Regions from separate parts of the Sus scrofa genome. Here regions 1 and 2 are each linked to region 3. The links are chromatin contacts, called in public HiChIP or PLAC-seq maps. All regions are on one chromosome and are shown on one strand. The core of a region is the stretch at or near the end of the contact, and the rest is flanking DNA. Distances in the headings are between cores, read along the strand shown.

What was found. HiChIP or PLAC-seq counts read pairs in DNA pulled down with a chosen protein or histone mark.
Region 1: a contact with region 3 is called in an H3K27ac HiChIP or PLAC-seq map of alveolar macrophages. The contact joins the promoter of CASP8AP2 here to the promoter of MAP3K7 in region 3. A contact is called at or near these places in 2 of 5 promoter capture datasets (fetal liver and liver), 12 of 47 Hi-C or Micro-C datasets (alveolar macrophages, blood, heart right ventricle and 5 more) and 1 of 2 datasets of contacts at active chromatin or transcription factors (alveolar macrophages).
Region 2: a contact with region 3 is called in an H3K27ac HiChIP or PLAC-seq map of alveolar macrophages. The contact joins the enhancer-like site here to the promoter of MAP3K7 in region 3. A contact is called at or near these places in 1 of 5 promoter capture datasets (liver), 10 of 47 Hi-C or Micro-C datasets (alveolar macrophages, blood, liver and 4 more) and 1 of 2 datasets of contacts at active chromatin or transcription factors (alveolar macrophages).

What each region holds. Positions count from the first base shown.
Region 1 is chr1:57,831,684-57,836,490 of Sscrofa11.1, forward strand. It overlaps CASP8AP2 (CASP8-associated protein 2), which reads left to right and starts at 2,568. Exons shown (of 11, transcript XM_005659298.3): 1 at 2,568-2,657.
Region 2 is chr1:57,813,837-57,818,640 of Sscrofa11.1, forward strand. All of the region lies in intron 2 of MDN1 (midasin), which reads right to left. Among named protein-coding and RNA genes, the nearest start is that of MDN1, 10 kb to the right of the region's middle. Within about 2 kb of position 3,460, at least 8 of the 83 cell types and tissues checked have an H3K27ac peak or open chromatin away from gene starts, as enhancers often do. A contact at or near this core is called in alveolar macrophages, where this site is marked.
Region 3 is chr1:58,546,188-58,551,310 of Sscrofa11.1, forward strand. MAP3K7 (mitogen-activated protein kinase kinase kinase 7) reads right to left here and starts at 1,488. Exons shown (of 17, transcript NM_001114280.1): 1 at 1,369-1,488. The coding sequence starts at 1,488.

The DNA.
Region 1 (4,807 bases), core at 1,318-3,817, 710 kb before region 3:
AGCACAATAAAACAAGGTATGCATGTACAAAAGCTCTCTGCCCTCCCCCTGTCTCCCTAACAGCAGGACATTATAAAAGTGTCCCCTCTTCCATCTGTAACAGGAAAGACAGAAGCTAATCACTGGGGATAACTCTAGACTCTTATCAGCCCAGAGACATCATCAGAGAAAACTATGTAACAAATACTACTAAAAGTAGCCTTTTTAAATTTTTTTAGGGCTGCATGCACAGCACATGGAAGTTCCCAGTCTAGGGGTCGAATCAGAGCTGTAGCCCCTGGCCTACACCACAGCCACAGCAACTCGGGATCCAAGCCATGTCTGCAACATATACCACAGCTCATGGCAACGCTGGATCGGATCCTTAACCGAATGATCGAGGCCAGGGATTGAACCAGAGTCCTCATGGATATTAGCTGGGTTTGTCAACCGCTGAGCCACCATGGGAACTTCCAAAAATAGCCCTTATTTACCATTTGTTTTCCCATATATTTGCTTTCTCATAATTTGCCACTCTTACAAAGTCAAAGGTCCTTTGGATACTAGTCGGATTCATTACTGCTGAGCCATGACAGGAACTCCTTTTTCCTTTTTTTTGCTCATGCCTGAGACATGGAGAAGTTCCTGGGCCAGGATCAAACCCATGCCATAGCTGTAATTAAAGCCACAGCAGTGACAACACTGAACCACAAGGAAACTCCATGTTTGTTTGTTTGTTTTTGGCTCTGCCCAGGGCATAAAGAAGTTCCTGGGCCAGGGATGGGATCTGTGTCACAGCAGAGACAATGCCAGATCCTTAACTCCCCGAGCCACCAGGGAACTCCTCAATAAATATATATATATTTGTCTTTTTAGGGCCACACCCACAGCATATGGAGGTTCTCAGGCTAGGGGTCGAATGTAAGCTGCAGCTGCTGGCCTACACCACAGCCGCAGCAACTGGGGATCTGAGCTGAGTCTTCGACCCACACCACAGTTCATGGCAGTGCCAGATCCTTAACCCACTAAGCAAGGCCAGGGATTCTCTCCCTCTCTCTACATATATATACATATATATATAGGTGTGTGTGTATACACACATACACATATTTTGTCTTTTTAGGGCTGCACCTTTGGCATATTGAAGTTTCCCAGGCTAAGGTTCAAATCAGAGCTGAAGCTGCCAGCCTACGCCACAGCCACAGCCATGCCAGATTTGAGGCTCCTCTGTGATCTACACCACAGCTCATGGCAACGCTGGATCCTTAACCCACTGAGAGAGGCCAGGGATAGAACCTGCATCCTCACAGATACTTGTCAGATTCGTTACAGTTGAGCCATAATGGGAATACCCCCAACAAATATTTTTTTGATGAATTCTATCATTAAGCACTCATACTGAAAAACAGGATTCAATCAACTGCTAAGTTTTGTCAATTTTACCTCCTAAATATTCTAAAATCAGTCCCCTTGTCTACTTGCCATCTCCCTTAGGTCCTCTTCTTATCTAGCCTGGGTCCCTGCAATACCATCTCAAAACCCTCCTTCTCAAGGCCAACAGATCTTACTAATGTAAATCAGATTATGACCACCCCAAACTTAAAAATCCTTCGGTGTTCCCCCATACCTCGTCATCTAAAGGTGAATTCCAGGCTCTATGACATATATGTGGCCCTTCAAGGTCTGGCTTCTGACTCCCTCTCCAGCCTCATCTCACACTTTATGCTCCAGCAACTATGAATGCCTGCTGATTGCACACCTTCTACCCTTTCTCAGTTTCCACTACCTGGAATGCTTCTGGCTAGCTAACTTCTCTTCAGAAGCAAAGGTGGTTGGAGGAGAATCTAGGAAACCAGTATTCTTCCAGAACATATTTTCCCAAACGGGACCCTTTCTGAAAAATATAACTTGTTATGTTATGCCAGTTGCAAGTTGTTAAAATGGACAAACATAAGTAAAAGACTAGGAATCAAAACCACATCCCTAGATGAGGTAGCGGCGGAAGTTGGCTTGGCTTTATTTCCCCACCAATCAATCGCGCAGGCTCCGCCTCCAGAGGCTAGACCCTACCCGCACCTCAGATTCCCCCAGGTGCTTACTAAAAGACAATTCAGGTCTTTTACCTCTAAAAAAGCACTCCTCTCCCTCCCACCCCACTGGACTGGTATCCCCTCCTCGAAGCTCCTAACTCCTTGAAATAAATTGCTCATCATTCAGTAAACAGTGCTTGCTCATCGTTATAGAGACAGCGCCCAGCACCAGCCTAGCACGCGGTTGACAGTCAATAGAATTAATAGCTAAATAAGTGACAGGCTCTTCTCAGAGCTTACTTTTCCTGTCGTGAAAAGGCTTCTTCCGGACCCCGCCCCTACCTCAGCCAAGGTCCTGCCCCTTCCGTAGTGAGACCTCGCCCCTTCGGCCCGCCAGCTCAGGCCCCGCCCCTTTTCTTTAAACTCCCTAGAAGACTGTGAGAGTTTGGCGCCAATCGTGTTTTTTTTAATCCCTCCCAAAGGCGGGAACTAGTAATGTGCGCCGGGACGTGCTTTGCGTCTGATCTGATTGGCCATGGTCGCTCTGTCCCGCCTCCGCGTGCTGATAGCGCCCTGGCATTGGTGGAGATGAGAGGGAGACCTTGGTGTCCAGAAAGGATCCCGGCCGCTTTGGGCCAGGCGGGGCGGGTAAGTTGATGTAGGGGTCGGTTCTGTCCCGAGCTGCTGGAGAAGACGTTGCATCGCACAGTAGTGGTCTGCGTGGAGGCCAGCGGAGGCCGGCGGCATCCGGGAAGCAAGGAGTCGAAGGGAGCGCGGAGTTGGTGGAGGGAGGGCGCGCCTGCTGTCTGGGGCCCCCAGGTAGCCGCGTTCCCACCGCCTTCGGAGGTAGCTTCTGGGCTCGCCCCCCAATACCTCTGTGGTCCCTCGAGAGGATCTGGAAGGGGGAGGGGGCGAGGGAGAGCGCAGGTAGGAATTGTCCTTTCGACTTCGCTTCCTGCCCCTCCCCCCAGTTACCTTCTCCTGGGAAGGTATTCTTTAAAAGCTTTTGGGGTTCTTTGGAGGAATGGTTTTCCCTGGGTCTGGTGATCACTGATGCGGGTTGTTTCTGAGATAGTTACGCCCAGAAAAGTTGTTTATCTTAATCTCTACAGCACTAGAACCATGCCTAACACATAATAGGCCCTAAATCAAATGTGAACATGGAATTCTCAGAGTTTCAGGATTTGTGCTTCAGGCGTCAAGGTAGCTCTTCCCTGGTCTTTCCCATTCTCCACAGCTCCAGCTCCAAACCTTTTGCCTCTCTTCAAGACCCTTCCCCCATCTCACTTAAGCCCTCTTTGATTAGGGGGCGGACAGAGGCCTTCTGGGAGAAAATCCTCCCATTCCCAATTATCTAATACGTTTCTTGCCATTTTACAAGAGCTCGTCCCTTAAAAAAATTTACACTCTTTTTTCTAATGTGATATTCTTGATTTTGTCATCATGCTTTAGAGACAGCTGGGATCCTATCCTTTTACCAGATGTTTGACCGTGGGGCAAGTCTTTTTTTCTTATCCGTTTCCTCATCAGTAAATTGGGAAAAATAATGGTATGTACCTTGTAGGACTTTTGTCAAGATTTAAAGTAAATTAATATTGTATTTAGAGTATTAGATCGGTACATAATGTACAGTATATATATGGCTTTTTTAATTCTTTTACCCTTACATCTCTTTAGGGATCTCACTGTATTAGATTAAGCCTTTCACATGAACCTAAAAATACCCTCTTCCCTGACTCTACAAATGTTTTTGTTTTTCTATACAAATGTTCGTTTCATTCCCTCAATTTTTTTTTAAGGAAACTTATATCAGAATCTTTTTTTTTTTTTTTTTGTCTTTTTGCTTTTTCTAGGGCCTCTCCCGCAGCATATGGAGGTTCCCAGGCTAGGGGTCTAATCGGAGCTGTAGCCACCGGCCTACGCCACAGCAGCAGGGATCCGAGCCACATCTGTGGCCTACACCACAGCTCACGGCAATGCCAGATCCTTAACCCACTGAGTGAGGCCAGGGATCGAACCCACAACCTCATGGTTCCTAGTCGGATTCGTTAACCACTGCGCCAGGACGGGAACTCCCAATGACCCTTCTCTCATCTGCTTAGTTTTCACACATCCGAATCCTTTGGGATTCTTCCTCAAAAGATTATGAAGGAGGAGTTCTCGTCGTGGCGCAGTGGAAGCGAATCTGACTAGGAACCGTGAGGTTTCGGTTGGATCCTTGGCCTCTCTCTGGGTTACAGATTCCGCATTGCTGTGAGCTGTAGTGTAAGTCGCAGATGCGGCTGGATCTGGAGTTGCTGTGGCTCTGGCGTGGGCGGGCGGCTACAGCTCCGATTGGACCCCTAGCCTGGGAACCTCCACGTGCCGTTGGTGCGGCCCTAAAAAAAGACAGAAAAAAAAAAAAGATTATGAACAAGCATGCAGCTCTTTTCTTTAATCATGTTTCTCAACTTTAAAAATTTTGCCTCTAGACTTTTCATAGGTTCAACACTCTTGTCTGTAGCTACTCTCATTGTATATTGAGATCCTCATTTGGGGAAAGGTGAGAGCAAGTGTGAAAAAGTCCTTTTCTCAAGAGATTCTGATACATGATTTTTCCTCCTCTTCTTCCTCTCCTTTCAAGAGAATCATTGGTCGTTGTGATTTCAAGAATGCTATAGCAATTGTGTCTTTTTTTTGGCCACAGGTGCAGCATATGGAAGTTCCCAGGCTAGGGGTTGTGTCAGAGGTACAGCTGCTAGCCTACACCACAGCCATAGCAATGCCAGATCCTGTCTGAGTCTGTGACCTACGCCACA
Region 2 (4,804 bases), core at 2,210-4,709, 730 kb before region 3:
GAATGGGCCAATAAAGCATACTTAGCCAGAGGATAACATGATCAGATTTTTCCCTAAAGAATATTTGAAGAGAAGTTCCCTTCATGGCTCAGTGGTTAATGAATCTGACTAGGAACCATGAGGTTGCGGGTTCAATCCCTAGCCTTGCTCAGTGGGATAAGGATCCAGCGTTGCGTAAGCTGTAGTGTAGGTCACAGATGCGGCTCAGATCCCGTGTTGCTGTGGCTCTGGCGTAGGCCGGTGGCTACAGCTCCGATTAGACTCCTAGCCTGGGAACCTCCATGTGCCACAGGAAGTGGCCCTGGAAAAGGCCAAAAAAAGACAATTAAAAAAAAAAAAAAAAAAAGAATATTTGAAGACTAAGGAGAATGGTCTCTTTCTTGGAGTAAGACAAGGAGCCATAAGGTCTAAAATGCAAGGAATACCATCCAGTTAAACATCTACCTTGGATGAGCCACTTATTTGGGCAACTCATCACACTCCTTTGAGCATCTAAAAGTAAGACCTGTAGGAGCTTCCTTGTGGCTCAGCAGGTTAAAGATCCAGCATTGTCACTGCAGTGGCCCAGGTTTAATTCCTAGCCTGGGAACTTCCACATACCATAGGTGCGGCCAGAAAAAAAAAAAAAAGAAGAAGAAAAATAAGACCTGTGGTCTAGTTCTGGCTCTGACACTTAGAACAACTTAGTTAACCCCTCCAAAGATTTGAAATGGGACTAATCACGCCTGAATGTGTCACAGTAAAGATCAAAAAGACAAAACGTATCTATGTACATAAACACTATAAGGCTTGTATAAATATATATCATTACTAAAACACCACCATTGAGTTCCAAAATCTGCATTTCTAATTCCCACTGCAAACAAATTTTCATGCCCAAGGATGTTCAATGTCATGTTGTACATCCAAAATTAAAAAAAAAAACAAAAAACAAAAAAACCTAATTGCCTCAGAAAGGGATAAGTATAAAATACTATTCAAATATTTTGTTTTTCTTTTGGGAGCTGCACTTGCAGCATATGGGAGTTCCCAGGCTAGGGGTCGAATCAGAGCTGCAGCTGCCAGTCTATACCACAGAAACACCAGATCTAAGTCGCATCTGCAACTTACACTATAGACTGCAGCAATGCTGGATCCTTAACCCATTGAGCAAGGCCAGGGATCAAACCTGCATTGTCGTGGATATTAGTCGGATTCTTAACCTGCTGAGCCACAACAGAAACTCCTATACAACTATTAAAATAACTTTATTTACTTACACACAAAGACATCCACATGTGACTAAATCTAAAAAACAAGACACAAGTTAAAAATTATAATATGTAAAATTTTTGGCCCCATCCATGGCATGCAAAAGATCCTGGGTTATGGATCAAATGTTCGCCACAGCTGTAACCAGAGCCACAGCAGTGACAACACCGGATCCTTAACCTGCTGAGCCACCACGAAACTCCAAACTTTATTTCAAAAGTATGTACACAAGTGTTCTAAAATTTGCAGTAGTGATGGTTGCATATCTGTGAATATATTAAAAAACCACCGAATTGTATACTTATGAACTATATCTCAATAAAGCTATTTTTTAAATATATGCATATAAATATATTAGTGTGCAGACTCTCTGGTGGGTGTAAGAGAAAAAGAAGAGAGATTTGGCCAACTAGTATCCATTAGGATGTGGGTCTGGTCCCTGGCCTCGATCAGTGGGTCGGGGATCCAGCACTGCCACAGGCTGTGGCACAGGTTGCAGACACGGCTCAGGTCCCATATGGCTGTGGTATAGGCTAGAAGCTGTAGCTCCAGTTCGACCCCTAGCCTGGAACTTCCATGTGCCATGAGTATGGCCCTAAAAAAGCAAAAACACAAAAGAAATACGGAAGGAAATGAACCAAACTACTAACAGCAGTTATCTCTGGAGTAGGATTTCAGGGTGGAGAGGACTTCTGTTTTTTACAATTCTGTATTGTTAAGTTTTATTTAAATATATTACTTCCGTAATTTAAAGAAAAGAGAATGTTCTTTTCCTCAGAAGGATGCTGTCAGAATAAGGAAGGAGTTCCCTGGTGGCACAGTGGGTTAAAGATCCGGTGTTGTGATCCACTATGGCACGGATTTGATCCTTGGCCCAGAAACTTCCACATGCTATATGTGAGGCCAAAAATAGTAACTCCTGGGGGCAGAAGTTCCCGTCATGGCGCAGTGGACACAAATCCGACTAGGAACAATTAGGTTGCGGGTTCGATCCCTGGCCTCACTCAGTGGGTTAAGGATCCAGTGTTGCCGTGAGCTATGGCGTAGGTTGCATACGCAGTTTGGATCCCGTGTTGCTGTGGCTGTGGTGTAGTCTGGCAGCTGTAGCTCCGACTGGACCCCTAGCCTGAGAACCTCCATATGCCACGTGAGTGCAGCCCTAAAAAGCAAAATAATAATAATTCTGGGGGAAGAGTCTAAAATTAAAGAGTGTCACCTTTATAGCATTCCTGAACACAGTTTTGAAGCAGAGGTGTAAAAAAGCAAAACTACTTTTTTTTCGCCACATCCTTGGCATGTGGAAGTTCCTAGGCCAGGGATGGAACTGCAGTGACGACATAGGATCCTTAACCCGCTGTGCCATTAGAGAACTCTAGAGCATAACAACTTTTGGTCCCTCGTTCTATGCCAGCCTGATTTCAGCATGACTGGCCATATACACAAGACCCCCCACACATGGAACATGCCCTACCACAGCACTTTACCTTCTACTGACCACAAAGACAGAAACTATGCCTACCCATTATTGCTCTTTCCAATCAAAGACATCAATGATGTGGATCCACATGTCCAGGACAAACTGGCAGCAAATGCAAAACTGAAGCCAAGAAATTAACCCAGTACAGCCCAAATGAACTATATTAAGTCCCCCCTTACCCACAGAAAATGTGTTTGAAGATCTTCAGTGGATGCCTGTAACCACTGATAGTACCGAACCCTATATACACTTTTTTCCTATACATACCTGCTTATGATAAAGTTTAATTTATAAATACACAGAATATCTGAATTGCCAGCATCACTACTCTTGCACTTGGGAGTCATTACTAAGTAAAATAAAGGTTACTTGTCAACAAGCATTGCAATATTGCAACTCCAATGACCACTAAGTGACTAAGAGGTGGGTAGCAATACAGAGTGGATACACCAGAGAGAGAGATGACTCATATCCCGGGCAGGATGGCACAAGGCTTCATCGCACTACTCAGAACAGCAGGCAATCTAAAACTTATATGTTTATTTCCAGAATTTTCCATTTAATTTTTTGGACATAGCAGACTTCAGTTAATTGCAACCACAGGAAACGAAACCATGGATAAAGGGGGACTGCTGTATTCTTTCCCTCTTGGGAGTATAAATAATCCTTAGCTATAGCATGCTGTTCAGGTCAAGTTTTTTTAAGTCAGTCAGCAAATACATGAATGGCTCAGCCAGGATGAGTGGGCAGCATGACAAACTAGAAAAAAGGAAGCATGGGCTTTGGAGGCAGTCAACCGAATACTGAATTCCAACTCTACCACTTTCTAGCAAAAGGACCTTTGGCATTATTTAACATCTCTGAGCCTCAGTTTCCTCATCTGTAAAATGGGAGTAACACCTAACGGCTGAGTGGAGACAGAGTCAATAAAATACAAGAGAAGCTGCTGCAGTAGTTCTCATCATTAATGAAAGGCAGCCATCACAAGATCTGCCATCATTGATGAAGTTCCCATTGTGGCTCAGTGCTAACAATCCCAATTAAAACCCATGAAGATGCGAAGATGCAGGTTCAATCCCTGGACTCGCTCAGTGGGTTAAGGTTCTGGCGTTGCTGTGAGCTGTGGTGTAGGTCACAGACATGGCTTGGATCTGGCACTGCTGTGGTTGTGGCATAGGCCAGCAGGCGCAGCTCCATTCTGACCCTTAGCCTGGGAACGTCCATGTACCACAAGTGCTGCCCTAGGAAGACTGAAAAAAAAAAAAAAAAAAAAAAAAAAGGAATTCCTACATTTATCTATTGATTTGAATGACTGCATCCTATCTAAATATATTACGGTATATTGGAGTTCCCATCGTGGCTCAGTGGCTAATGAATCCCACTAGGAACCATGAAGTTGCAGTGTAGGTCACAGACATGGCTCAGATCCTGTTGTTGCTGTGGCTGTAGCGTAGGCTTGTGGCTACAGCTCCGATTAGACCCCTAGCCTGGGAACCTCCATATGCCAAGGGTATGGCCCTAAAAAGACAAAAAACGGAAAAAAAAAAGGCCATAAAATTTGAAGCAAATGGGAAACCAGAAGTAACTAATCCATCATGTTAATGATTTTTCAAACAGAATCCATAAGCATTCCACCACAAAGACTTGAGAGAAATGAAGTTCAAGTTACTCACACATCAATCCTATAGGATAAGTAGAGAATAGTCAGCACATCTTGTCAAACAGTGCCACACTCAAGTACAAATAGGCAATTAAAGCACCCAGTGAGGCCACAGTCCCAATCTTCAAACAACGTAGAGCATAGGTTCCTGATTACCATGTATGATGGTGAACTTAAACTCTGTTGTACATTCTATCTAGTTCCACCAAACTGGGCTCATTTTTTTGTTCCTTCTCTTTTAGAAAAACTCACACATATTATAGTTTTCCCCAAGCCTTCATTTCTTCTTTTCTTTCTTTTTTATTTATTTATTTTTGTTTTTTAGGGCCATACCTGCAGCATATGGAAGTTCCCGGGCTAGGGGTTGAACTGGAGCTATAGGTGCCAGCCAACACTACAGCCAGAGCAAAACCAGC
Region 3 (5,123 bases), core at 238-2,737:
CTGTGAAACTCAGTTTCCCAGTAATGTGTATCAGGCACTGTGCTGGGTGCTTTGCATGTGTTGCCTAATAAGATCTGTTATGTAGATAAAATGAAACAGAAATTATTACCCCTATTTTACAATTAAGGAAACTAAAGCTCAAAAAGGTCAGGAAACCTGCTCCAATCAAAGAGCTATTAAGTGACATAGCTGATATACTACACACTTCATCTAACTCCAAAGGCCATTTTATACCACCTTGTAAAATGAGGTTCTTTTCAGTAATCTTTAAGATTATCTTATGCAAGTAAAAACTATGATTAAGTAATCCATTATTTGTCCAAAACATACATACAAAAATGTATTTGTTGAAGGATAACTACTTTTAGCTTGCCACTACCTAAAAATAATTTGGACTTTTAAAGTAGAGATTAAAACTCTTTGAGAGTTTGTAATTTTAGGACACAGAGTTCTCTATGGCCTATGTAATGCAAAGTGCTTAGTAAATTTTTTTTTTGCCATATGGTATTTTTTAGTATGAAATATATGGTAAATAATAGATATAATTTTCAACCAAAGTTTTAACACTTTCTAAAATGTGTCTTTAAAATACATACACAGATTTTACTTTTCCAAATTTTATGGTCCTTGCAACCAATCTCTGTGAATTTGAAAAGAGGCAGTGTATTAAAGGCATATTATTACCTTGCTCTAAAATAATTCTGGCTGTCACCGAAATTAGTTATTTCTTCAGAATATCTACTTGAAATATTTTTTCATAATATACCAGTCTATATTACTAAAGATGAAATTAATCTATATTAGTCGAATTGATGGAATAACATTTAATATTACAACGGCTGCTCTATAGAATCGGAGAAACAGAACCATCCGGTACTCGGGGAAACACTGCATTAGACATGATGATGTATTAATTTACCAAACACACACTGAGCATTCACTGCGTACTAGGCACTGAACTTGATGTCGAAGATAATACAATCCTTGGCTCTTAAGAACACTTTGTCTTAGAGAACTAAAACTCCAAAACGGCCATGGTCTTTGATTTACTACTTACAGACTTGAGATCTGGTGGACCACAAGACCTCACCAGATCTCACGATCTCAGTTCATCCTTCTCTTTGAGATGAACCAAATCCAGGCACCGGAATATCAAATCCAAACAAGAGTGCCGAAAGGAGGAAAAATGGGAGATAACCCAGAGCAGCTAAACGCAGGGAGTCTGCTCTACACCCGATCTTTGTGGGGTGTGGGGGCTTCCTGGTGGACCCCGCGAAACAGAAGGGTCAGGGAGGCGCCTTAAGAGCTGGGACCAGGCAGAAGAGGTCCCCGGCTCGGGCCAGCGCTTCAGTGACTGGCCTCGCTCACCTCCTCCACCTCGATCTCCTTGTAGTCGATCTCTTCAAAGTTGAGGACTTGGGAGGGGGCTTCGATCATCTCACCGGCGGAAGACGAAGAGGAGGAGGAAGCGGCAGAGGCTGTAGACATGATCCCTCGCGGAGCCCGGGGGGCCCGGGAAGGCTGCCGCCCGGACAGTCCGGGGGAGACCCGCGCCCACCCGCCTCCGGACCGACCTTCAACCTGGAGCCACGGCGATCCGTGGCGGGGACAGGGGCAGCGGCCACAGCGGAGTCCGGGCTCCGGCTCCGCTGCGTTTTCCGCTGCCGGGCCCCGCCCACCAAACTTCCGGTTCCGGCCTGAAATCGGGAACCGGAGGAGGGCCGTGAGCTCCAGGGAGGGGAGGGGAGAATTTGGTGACAGAGCAAAGAAGGACAGGTTGGGGTGGAGTGGGGGAGGGTGAGAGTCTAGCTTGGACCTCTAGGACAAATTTCGCGAGATTTTTGTTAACAGGCCTCAGAAACCGGCTGATACCGCGAGAGCTGAGGAGTTGACGTAATCAGAACGCGCGAACGGAAGTGGCGCGGAGCATGATGGAATATCAGTGTGGTTGGTCCTTCAGGAACCAGCGGGAAAGATAAAAGCTTCGGTTCCAATTCTTCATGAACTATGTTGTGGCCCTGCTCTTTTTTGTCTGAGACCTGCAGACGGACGAGGGTAGTATTGGATTTAGTTTTTGTGACGAAGCTTAATTGTCCGTTTCACCCCCAAGCTATACTGAACTGTCTCTATAAAAAGCCTTGGGAAATATATTCCCTCAGTGTGTTTGGAAGGAAGCAGTTGCTACTGTTACTATGAGCCAACCCCTTATGCTCTGAGAGATTGTAAAGAAAATACACAGCGAGCCAGCGCATGTAACCCGAATAACATTATATAGGCTCACGAACAGAAGTTAATATTAGGTAAGGTAGATAAGTATAATTTGGCATAATTTATCGTTCATCTGAATTTATGGATGTATTAATTGTACATGTCGAGTGCTGCACACTGTGTTTTATAATCGTTAATAAGAGCCTTGGAGATTAAATGTTTTTGTTGCCATTTCAGGACATGAGAAAATAGGCTCAGAAAGAGTGAAACAATTAAGATTCTGATAAGCTAGTAGAACCTTGGTCAGTATATCTCCACGGTGGAAAGTATTGCCTATATTGTGCTGTCGACACAATTTTTAGTTTTTTACTGTTAAACATTAGTCAGTTTGACATGAAGACTAACCGGGAAAATTGGAGTTATAGATGAAAGTTTAAAGATCAAGAATGAAACCCGGCAAATGTCAAATTCTTAGTCTCAGTAAGAGACCAAAAATGTACAGTCAGAAAACCGGAGTGAAGGAAATAGAGATCGGAATATCACTGGAGGAGAGCTTATTAATTAAAGAATAGCCAACTAAATAAGGCTGTATAGAAGTAAGTTTGACACATTCAGGATTTCAAATAAGTCATTGAATTTGTCAGTTATGAACTCCTGGAGAACATTCTGTCATTTTTTTTTTTATTTGTGGTTCTAGTAACATTCAGTGGTAGTTTGGTGAATGGGTAAGAGAATGAAAGAATAATTTCTTCTTACAGTACAGTCTCCAGGTGATCTTACCCAGGGTCTTGACCACTCCTCTGGTGATAACTCCCAATCTTTTCCCAGTGTTCAGATTTTTCCCGACCTGTTGTGGACATCTCTATTTAGATGTAAGATAAACACCTAAACTTTAATATTTCAAAAGCCAATTCAAAAGTTATCACCCACCACATATATTTTTTGTGTGCATTGTCTGTCTCCTTGAAGGATCCCATCATCTACTCAGATATCCCAGTAAGAAATCAGCTTTATTTCTACATATAAAATGGTGCTTAGTGCACTAATAACCAAATAGAAGCATATTAAGTCAGTGGAATAACCATTTTACCTGTCATTTCTTTTCTCAAATTCCCAAACTAGGATGGTCACCTTTTAACCTCAACCTGTCACTCTGTAGGTCATATCCAATTTCTAACTCCTTGATCTTAATACAGTAGATGCTATGAAATGGGAACTCAAGAAATATTTGTTATACGTCTGGATGGAAGAACAGGTTTTGCCAGTCTTCACTCTCCTTGGAGTGCAAGATGTGTTTTCTATATCTTCAGTTTAGGCCTAGAATCATACTGATATGGGACTAATCACTATAGACTTGATACTGTTCTGCTTGATTTTCCTGCTAACATTTTGTTATGAAAAATACCAAACATAAAAGTTGAAAGGATTTTATAGTGAACATCTCTATACTTAATACGCCAAGATGCTCTTGTTATCATTTCAGTATACTTGTTTTATCATATATCTATCTACTCATATGTACATCTATCTTATTGGGTGCATTTCAAAGTGAATTTCCTACATGATCTTGAACATCTACCCCAGTACCTCTGCTTCTGTGTCTTATGCATTGATTTAGATTTCTGATATTGACAGTAATCTAAAATCAATTTTTGTCCTATTTGCAGACTTTTTTTTTTTTTTTTTTTTGCCTACCTGTCACCTCCGCTAGCTTCTGATAATGAAGTCCCAGCTCCCAGCAGTGCTTATATGTCTGTGGATCCAGTAATTCCTAAGGTCCAGTCACCTCTCCCATTTTGTGATTTGATTATGTGAGCTTGTAAATTCCCATTTTTCATTTAAGCTGAATCAAGTTGTATTTTTGTCACTTGCAGTTAAAGAATCCTAAGTAATATAGTTTGAATACAGAGAAATGAGGGAGGGAGCCTGTATTTGTCTTAGTTCACCTCAAAGCTTATTTAACTTTCATGAGTTACAGATGGAAGCTTGGACCTCACAATTTCATGTCAGCTACAGTTGCTAGTCTATTTAGTCTCCACAAATTTCCAGAGATATATATCAAAGTATTTAAGTGGTTTCCTTCAAGTCCCTCCCAGCACTCTGCTCTCCCCACTACCCATCCTTATGTCAGTGTCTTAATAACCAGTCTAACCTTCAATTCTGTCTTCAGTTTTAAGTCTTATATTACCCAGGGGATGAGGGCAAAGAGTTTTGAAATCCATTTCCCATCATCTCTTTGCATGTTCTAAATGGGATTCTTAATTTTTTTTTAATCTTTTTAGGGCTGGACCTGTGGCATATGGAAGTTCCCAGGCCAGGAGTTGAATTGGAGCTGCAGCTGCTGACCTACACTACAGCCACAGCAATGTAGGATCTGAGTGGCATCTTTGACCTACACCACAGTTCACGGCAACATGGGCTCCTTAACACACAGAGTGGGGTCAGGGATCAAACTTGAGTCCTCATGGATACTAATTGGGTTTGTTGCTGCTCAGCCACAGCAGGAACTCCTTTTTATTTTTTTTCTTTCTTTTCTTCTTTCTTTCTTTTCTTTTCTTTTTTTTTTTTTTTTGATATTTGGCTCATTTTGTATATGGGGGTATCTGGCACATATTTTCATGGAGGTTTAGCAGAAACAGACTAAAAGAGTTGCACTTTTATGTTACACTGACATATAATACTTCAGAGCAAAAGTTCTGTTTTTTTATTGGTTAGCAGGAATTTTGTTATGAGTAGCGGGAAACTCAAGGCAACATTGCTTAAAATAAAGGGGATTTATTGCCTTGATAAGTGGAAAGCTGAGAGCCAGAACAGACTTCAGGTGTCATTTGATTCGTAAACTTAATGATAGTGTTAATAACTGACTTTCTTTGATTGTCTTCTGCTTTTTGTAGAATTTACCATTGCTCTAGAAC